Linked DNA regions of Hordeum vulgare: region 1 is linked to region 2. A link is a contact called in public Hi-C data. All regions are on one chromosome and are shown on one strand. The core of a region is the stretch at or near the end of the contact, and the rest is flanking DNA. Distances in the headings are between cores, read along the strand shown.

Evidence for each region. A called contact is a pair of places that touch in the nucleus more often than the background predicts.
Region 1: a contact with region 2 is called in a Hi-C map of seedling, with 2.5 times the contacts expected there. The contact joins the enhancer-like site here to the promoter of LOC123427854 in region 2. A contact is called at or near these places in 5 of 6 Hi-C or Micro-C datasets (leaf, seedling and an unstated tissue).

Annotation. Positions count from the first base shown.
Region 1 is chr2H:615,486,717-615,491,316 of MorexV3_pseudomolecules_assembly, forward strand. LOC123428771 (glutamate receptor 3.1-like) reads right to left here. Exons shown (of 24, transcript XM_045112922.1): 24 at 4,492-4,600. Among protein-coding and RNA genes, the nearest start is that of LOC123428771, 15 kb to the right of the region's middle. Within about 2 kb of position 2,790, at least 2 of the 3 cell types and tissues checked have open chromatin away from gene starts, as enhancers often do. A contact at or near this core is called in seedling, where this site is marked.
Region 2 is chr2H:615,453,291-615,457,319 of MorexV3_pseudomolecules_assembly, forward strand. LOC123427854 (protein S-acyltransferase 21-like) reads right to left here and starts at 2,153. Exons shown (of 10, transcript XM_045111989.1): 1 at 1,787-2,153. The coding sequence starts at 1,831.

The DNA.
Region 1 (4,600 bases), core at 1,540-4,039, 34 kb after region 2:
AGCTTGCCGGCGGGAGGCACAGGGTGGCTCGCGAGGAGCGGCGGCGGCTGGTGCTCGGGAGCGGGGCTCGGGAGCCGCTGCAGCGCACGGGAGGTGCTGGCTCGGGCAGGGGAGCTCACGGAGATCTGAGGGAGGAAGCAGGAGGGGCTTCGGCCGTTGGATCTTCGATCCGACGGTCGAGATCGATGGAGGGTTAGAACAGATCTGAGAGGAGAGAGAGGGAGCTGCTAGGGTTTGATGGGGGCGCGGATTTCGAGGAGAGAGGGGGTTGGCTACCTAAAAAATAGGAGGGGGTATATATATAGACAAATGGGGGGGCTAGGTTAGCCGGAATTTTGTTCCGGATCCAACCATGCGGTCGGATTCGGGCAATTCCGAACACGGGAACGGTTACGAGGCCGTGTAGAGTGGATATCCGGAGACGAGAGGGAGAACGGGCAGCGCGGCAACGATTTTTAAAACACCGACAGACGTCCGACGGTAGACCGAATACGGTGCCGCTACGATCGACCGTTCGGGTACCAGACGAACTCCGATCGCGACGAAATTCGACAGATGGTCTAGCTATAACTAATTACGACCGCATGCCAAGTTTCACCCCGATAAGAGAAAGTTTTCAAGACACTTTTAAAACATGGATTCGACGGTGCCGCGGGCGCGTGCGTGTGCGGTCGGGCTCAGAGCGGACAACGACGAGAACCGACAACTACTAACGAATGCAAGTTTCTAAAACTGGCGGCAACGGGATGCCGATGCAATGTTGATGATGCGCATGATGCGATGATGATGCGACAAAAAAATAGACACACGACGAAAACGGAATAAAGGGGGATCTTCTGGAACGTCGGTCTCGGGCTGTCACAACTCTCCTACACTACAAGAGGATCTCGCCCCGAGATCCAAGAATGAAAGGGGAAGAGGATGAGAAAACAAGAGGTAAAACTTAGTCGCTTCTTTGACAAACGAGTGAAACCAACGATCCTTGAAGGTTGCAAAGCGACGAGGAATGATATGAGAAACAAACAATAATTCACGGAAAATTTTGGCAGCACTTCGGTAGGAAAATGGGACAAAAAAATCGAAAAGGTAGAAGAAATAGACAATATTCATAGCAAACACTAAATAGAGCAAGGGAACACCATGATCTTGATAGAACAACAAAATAGACCCAAAAGAGCAACATCACAATGCCTCCGGAACAAGAGAATATGAACTAGCTCATACGGAAGAAGAGAACGAAGAAAAGAATGACAACTACTAACTCCAATGAACTTGGCAAGCATCCTTGCAAGAAGAATTGGACGGAGTTGTTGGAAAAACAACAACGAAAAGAACAAGATAGTAGTGGGCTTATGGAAACCTTTTCAAACTAATGAAGTGACAACCAGCCACTAACAGAAACAATGATTGACTTAGGGAAACAAGAGATGAACAATTTCTTACACCAAGAGGATACATTGAGAACTTGGATTAATGACAAGCACCATGATAGCAACAATCCATAGAAAAAGCTTTAGGTGAAATCCAAACCAAGATAGCTCAATGAAGAAATCATGGGTTGCAAATATCTCATGATCATAGAATTGGTGGGTTTAATTATCTCATTCCTGAAAGGAAATCTCTTCGAGGCTCCTGCACTAACAAGAATGCTATAACACCACCTCAAAGGATAAAGGAAGAACAATTGCACATATAAATGCAAGAGAAAGGATACTTGAGGTTCTTCAACAAGAATCTTGATGAAGACTTGAGAATGAATTGAAATCTTGATGAACCACCATGAAGGACCACCGTATACAAATGAATGATGCAACGATATGAAGGGAGGAAGAATAAGATTATGACCTTGCCAAGATTTAGATCAAGCCTCACAAAGAGATACTTAAAAGAACTTGGAACTCCGAAAAAGAAATATAGGCACTTGAGAAAAGAATTGATATCATGAGCCCTCCGAAAGAAGAATTGAAATCTCTTGGAAGAAGGAAGAACAAGAATTTATGTTATGCTCATCCTTCATCAAATTAAATTCATGACCAATTAATTTAATTTATTTGTCTAAGCACCTTCCCTGAGCACCTTACATTGTACAAGACCATTCTTATAGATCTCCATCAGAATTCTTATATTTTTCAAGAATTCCACAAGAATTTTGTTGTTGCTCTTGAACCTTATTTTTTGCAATTCGGCCGACTCTTGTACGCCGGCCGAACACATAGGTCGGGGTGGTTGCCGCAAGCAAGTCGGAGCAAAATGCATAAAAAATAAACAGAAACCTGTCCACATACCTACCCAGCATCAGTTCAAATCCTCGAAAACGTTACTGCAGATGTCCGTAGTCCCTAGTGGCTCACAGTCGCTATGCGTCTCAAGATCTTCACACAGCCACAGCTACCACTGCCACTCTACGGGCGGCACAACACTTGCCGGTTGCGATACAGTACCAGGCTAGTCCCAAGCTAGACATACCGTGAATCTTAATTACTCGAGCCTTACGCGCCTCGTCCTTCCCTGATGCCCGCCCAATGGCATCTCCTGGATGGCGAAGATTGTATTCTAGTAGCTCTCTAGCATGGTCACGGGGACACTGATCTGCATAACTGCATTGCAGCAGGAGATTAAAATAACACCATGTCCATGGCCTTTTCGCACGATGCCGTGCAGACCAGACAACAGCCAGTCCAGATGAAAGAAGAGTATACAAAAAAATACAGTACTAATTACAAATACTCGTGCTCTGCTCCATGGTGGACCTTTGTTTCTGTGCTGTCCCCTAGCGAACGCGCCACTGGAGCGATCACATCACATGGATGGGGCCGGACGTAGGTTGGTTGGGATTTGCAGCGACGTGATGATGGTATAATAATGCATCACATCGCATCGCCCACGACAAAACGCACGTACGCCGCACACACACAACCACCGGATGTAATGCAGTCACTGTGCAGGTATATACATACATGGCATGCAAATTATGGCCGACCCACCTAGCAGATGGCATGGATCGCAAAAAATAAAATAAAAAACCTACTCCCTCCGTACCTAAATATAAGTCTTTTAAGATATTTCACTAGATGTCTACATACGTAATAAAATGAATGAATATATATTCTAAAGTATGTTTATATACATCTGTATGTAGTCCATTAATTGAACCTCTAAAAAGACTTATATTTACGAACGGAGGGAGGGAGTAGCAGATAGCATGCATACACCAGTGTATAAACGTATGCTGGTGGTTCCTGTACACGCACCTGCTCCCCTTCTCGCCTGGCGTTCGGGAATACCTGCTGCTGCGTCAAGCAAGAGATCAATAAGGAGGAGAATATTTCGATGTATAAACTAGTGGCGCGCGCATCGCATGTGAACGGATTCGGCCGCTCTCGTTTCCTACCATACACGGAATGCAAGGGATGATGGATGGATGGATGGCGCACCGGTGGAGATGGCATTGGCATGTGGCGCTTCCCAAGACAACCCGACATTGGGATTTTGTCATTCTTCGGCCCGTTTTAGATCCAGAGTTGTGCTTCTTCTTTTGCTTTCTTTTTGGATCGAGATCTCCTGGCCTGGCCTCTTCTTCAATCAGTTTTGTAACGCAGGAGCGTAACAAGGAATCGGGGTGTACAGCCCGTGTCGTGCAAGTACAGCACCGATTGGAGAGTCACGTCACGTTACGAGTCATGAATGTGTGTTGCTAGTGTAGTGTTTCTCTGCCCATGGCCATGCATGGTCCAGCGATCTACTACTAGAACAATGGTAGTATCACAACTAGCCAGTAGCAGTACTCTCTCACAGAGTAATAAGTATAGGGTACTCTGTACATGTATAGCTGTTATAGCTATACATATAGCCTGTGGACAGCTCGCTGCCACGGGCAAACCGAACGGATTTTTCAAGTGATGGCTGGGCAGTAGAGTGGGCCAACGGGTGTGTTGGTTCAATGAGCACGGCAACGGCAGTTGTGCTGCGATCATGCCTTCTTTAACCTTTGTGAGCTCGTAATTGCCTTCATAAAATGGAGGCCATCTTGATGCGTACCATCATCGCCGCCATGAAATGCGGTTGAGTTCATTCATCCATGCCGTAATCACATTCGACTGACCGCGTGGATAGGGCGAACAGACAACACACACACTGAAGCGCTAACTTCGCGGTCTAGTCTTCATCCAGCAGGAAATGAACCCATATTTTTTTTTCCTTTTTGACGTTAGAAAATGAACGCATGTTTTTTTTTTTTTGAAGAAGAAGAACAGAAAATGAACCCATGTTAGGACGCAAGCTTCTACTGGGCCAACGTCGCGTGCAAGGGCTAAATCTAAAAGCGCCACCGCGAGCGAAGGCGGACCATTTCCTTGGGCCACGGCCTCACGCTGCAAAGCGAAAGCAACCGAACGATAAGCGAGCGCCAGCCAGCCAGCCACTGGGATGAGCACGCTCACCAGATCTTCATCGCCGGCCTCTGAAAACTGACATACAGACATACTCCCTCAGTTTAGATGAACGCTCTTATATTTCTTTACAGAGGAAGTACAACTGTACAACAGTACAAGACACAACCCAAAAGCAGATAGTTATATTAGCGTTGTATATAGGAAGCGGC
Region 2 (4,029 bases), core at 903-3,402:
CGTTCAGTATATCAAACCATCGACCGAACAGCTGACAAGAAAATACAAGTCACAACCAACCAAACATAACCTGAACCAAGCACTGACAAACACCACTAGGGCTAAAACTAGACAAAACAAAAACAGCTCAGGGAGGAGCCAGTAGCTAGCGTCAGCTTTAATCTGAGTTATGAGTAATGACCTGGGGAGTCAAGACGGAGTGTACTTGTTATAAAAAATCAAACAGCTTGCAGCTTGCAGTGACAGCAGCATAGAAGGAAGTGTAAATCCAACCTAGACGCCAGAACTTGAGCAGAAAAGCAAGACCAAAACCTCCACAAAAAACTGAAAGCGAACTAAGGACTCCTAATCCTAGGTTTGTCATAAACAATAAGCATTTGAAGTGCATAAAACCGTCAAATTAACATGTAATTTTTTTAATTATTTACACAAGATAACCAGCTAACCAGGCTTGCTCAGATATGGAAGATCTCTTGTAAAGTACAAGACCAAAGATAAAAAAGCCTTTGCCTATTTGCTTGATCTTTTAAACTACCATCTTTAAATTAATGAGGAAGGAGAGGTAAGACGATCAGTTCAGATGAAGGTAAAGTGGTAAACAGGGTGGTTTCGTCTGTACATGTACCAGAGAGCCATTAGTAACTGTATTTTCTCAAGTAAAGAGAGGATATGCTTGATAGGACCAGGTGCATAGATGAAACGCGTGTCCTTCCAGAACTCAGGTCACCAGCCAAAAACCAGTTGGAAATATCAAACTGTTAGTCCTGAAATACTCACTAATTCAGTTTGAATACTATGCTCTCATGAACAGCTCACACTTTTAAACTGATAGACCACTTCCCCCACCGATGCAATGTGTTTATCCAGGACCAGGATATAATTAAGCTGGGATACTGTGTCAATCCAGTACAGCAAGGTGAACGCCATCGAACTGAAACTCCCGTAATTTTGAACACCAATGCACTCATAGCACGCTGACAGCACACAAAGGACTAAGCAAACTAAAAAAAATCCACATTGAATAACAGGAATCACACAGTTCGTAGTTAACCTGGAACAATTGTAAAACCAATTAAAGCGAGTTGGTAGTGCAAACAGGGAAGAGACAAGAAAACAAACAGAGTTGGCGGGGGCGGCCAAAACCACGAAACTCCAACTCCAAAACTCAAGGCCAGAATCCCCCCGTCACATCGAAGACAAAGAACAGAAGAGACCAAGAGGAAACCAACAAAAAGCAACAGTTTGATTGCCCGAGGAGAAAAATGCCAGATCAGAGCAGAAGCATACTCGCATCATAGGGCACGAGATCAAAACGAAGCACCGCACCAAATTCGGTTTAAACACGGCATCAAGGGAACCCAAGAAAATCAAATCCATGTACTACTTCGCGTCGGAGCAGCAGAAACGGCCAGCATACACAGTACAGAGTAAAGTCGCGCAGTAGCACCCAAACAAATGCAGGTAAAGGCAGTCCATCACATCAGACACGCATAACTACGAAATAATAATAATACTGCTGCTCCAGATGACAAGGGAACACATCAGATCAAAACGAACAACGCGCGGTCAGTAGTCTACCACTCGTGCTCTAACCTAAACACGGCATCGCGCAGGCACAGCAGCAGGATACTTTCAAACGCCCGCAACGGCGAAACCGCAACGCGCGGCTCTCGGCCTCCGGAGCACCGGAGCAGAGAAAAATTCCCGTTCCGCGACGGAGAGATCCGAAGGCACATTGCGCGTCCAGGCGCGGAGAGGCGCGAGGGGAGGAGGAAGGCGAACGGACCTGCAGGGTGTGGGCGGGGAGCTGCCACCCGTGACGCCGCGCCATGGCGGCGCCGCCGCGGCGGGGGAGGAGGGAGCGGCCACGGGATCAGCGACGCGGCGGTTGCGGCGGCGGCGGCGGCGACTGCATTGGGAGGGCGCGAGATCCTGGGCCGCCCGGAGTAAACCCTAGCGCCCCGTACGGTACGGCACCTCTCGGCGTGTTCGTACGAGCCTGCGCTGCGCCGGGGGGAAGAGAGAGGGGGAGGAAGGAAGGCGTGGTGAAGTGGGTGTGCGTGGCGACTGGCGACGGCTGTAGTGGATTTTTTACTCTCCCAGAGAGGGAGGGGGCGCCGGGCGGTCTCGGTCTCTCGGATTCTCTTTTGCCTGCGTCGTCCACTGCTGCGTGGACTGAAAATACTATTTTCTTTCCTTCCAAACTACAGTAGTGACTAGGAAGTGGGCCGCCCAGTGACATGAGTTACTTTTTGTTTGGCCCATGGTCACTTTTCCCCTTGATTTCGATCCAACGGTTAGGATCCCCTCTCAAAGTTAACCTAGAAATTTTGCCTCCGCCGTCGCAACTATTTCGGTAGAAGAAATCTCATTCGAAGCCCTTTTCGGTATCCTACCGGAGGGGTCAATCATCACTGTAGGCCGTCTTCATCATCCCGACGGTCTTCATGATGAGGAGGGAGTAGTTCATCCTCGGGGCTCACAGTATGTACCATTAGCTATGTGTTTGATCTCTTTTTCTCTCGTGTTCTTGAGATGTTACGATCTTGATGTATCATGGGCTTTGTTAATACATTTCGATCATATGGTGTTTGTCCCTTGCTATCTTGATGTGATGAATTGAATTTTTTCCTTTGATACTTTGTTATGTCGGATTGAATATTGAATTTTGATCATTTGATGTATGTCTTGCATGTCGATAACCATGGTGACAATGGAGTGTTCTATTGATTCACTTGATATACTTTTTGATACTCAACTTGTGGATTCCCGCGGTGACAATGCGGTAATCTATGCATAGGGGTTGATACACGTTCGTGTCCTGCTTTCTCTCATAGAAATCTTAGGTACTCTTTGAAGTTCTTTGTGTTGGATTGAATATGATGAATTTATTCGATGCATATCGAATAACTAACCCACAGATACTTGAGGTGACATTGAAGTATCTAGGTGACATTAGGGTTGATTGACATGTATCACGGGTGTTGTTCTAGTACGAACTCTAGGGTTGTTTGTGACACTTATAGAAATGGCTCAATGGATTGGTCGAAAAAGGATAACTTTGAGGTGGTTTGCTGTCTACAATAACTTCTTCTTATGTTCTCCGCTAATAGAAACTTTGGAGTGATTCTTTATCGTGGGTTGAGGGATGATCATATGATTCTATTATGTGTGGATCCGATCTCTCCTCTCGTAGATGGTCACAACCATGGATAGATCTTATGTGTGTGTAGGAAAATTTGTGTTTCCCATGCAACGTTCCCCAACAGTGGCATCAGAGCTAGGTCTATGCGTAGATGACATCTCGAGTAGAACATAAAGGAGTTTGTGGGCGCTGATATTCAGATTGATGCCCTCCTTAGTCTTTTCTTGATTCGGCAGTATTGTTGGATGAAGAGGCCCGGACCAACGTTACTCATACGCTTACGAGAGACCGGTTCCATCGACTAACATGCAACTAGTTGCATAAAGATGGCTGACGGGTGTTTGTTTCTCCTACTTTAGTTGAATCGGATTTGACAGGGGTGGTCCTTGGAGAAGGTTAAATAGCAACTTGTATATCACCGGTGTGGTTTTGCGTAAGTAAGATGCGACCATGCTAGATACCCATAGCAGCCACGTAAAACATGCAACAACAAATTGGAGGACGTCTAACTTGTTTTTGCAGGGTATGTTGTGATATGATATGGCCAAAGACATGATATAATATATTTGATGTATGAGATGATCATGTTGTAATAGTTAAATATCGACTTGCATGTCGATGCTACGGCAACCGGCAGGAGCCATAGGGTTGTCTTTAATTATTTTGCGCTTGGTGATGCTTTGTTTTATCGCTAGTTCGATATCTTTAGTAGCAACAACATAGTTAGCGCGACAACCTCGATGGCAACACAATGATAGAGATCATGGTGTGGCACCGGTGACGATGGAGATCATGTCGGTGCTTTGAAGATGGAGATCAAAAGCACAAGTTCATGGCCATATCATGTCACTTATGATTTGCATGTGATGTTAATCCTTTTATGC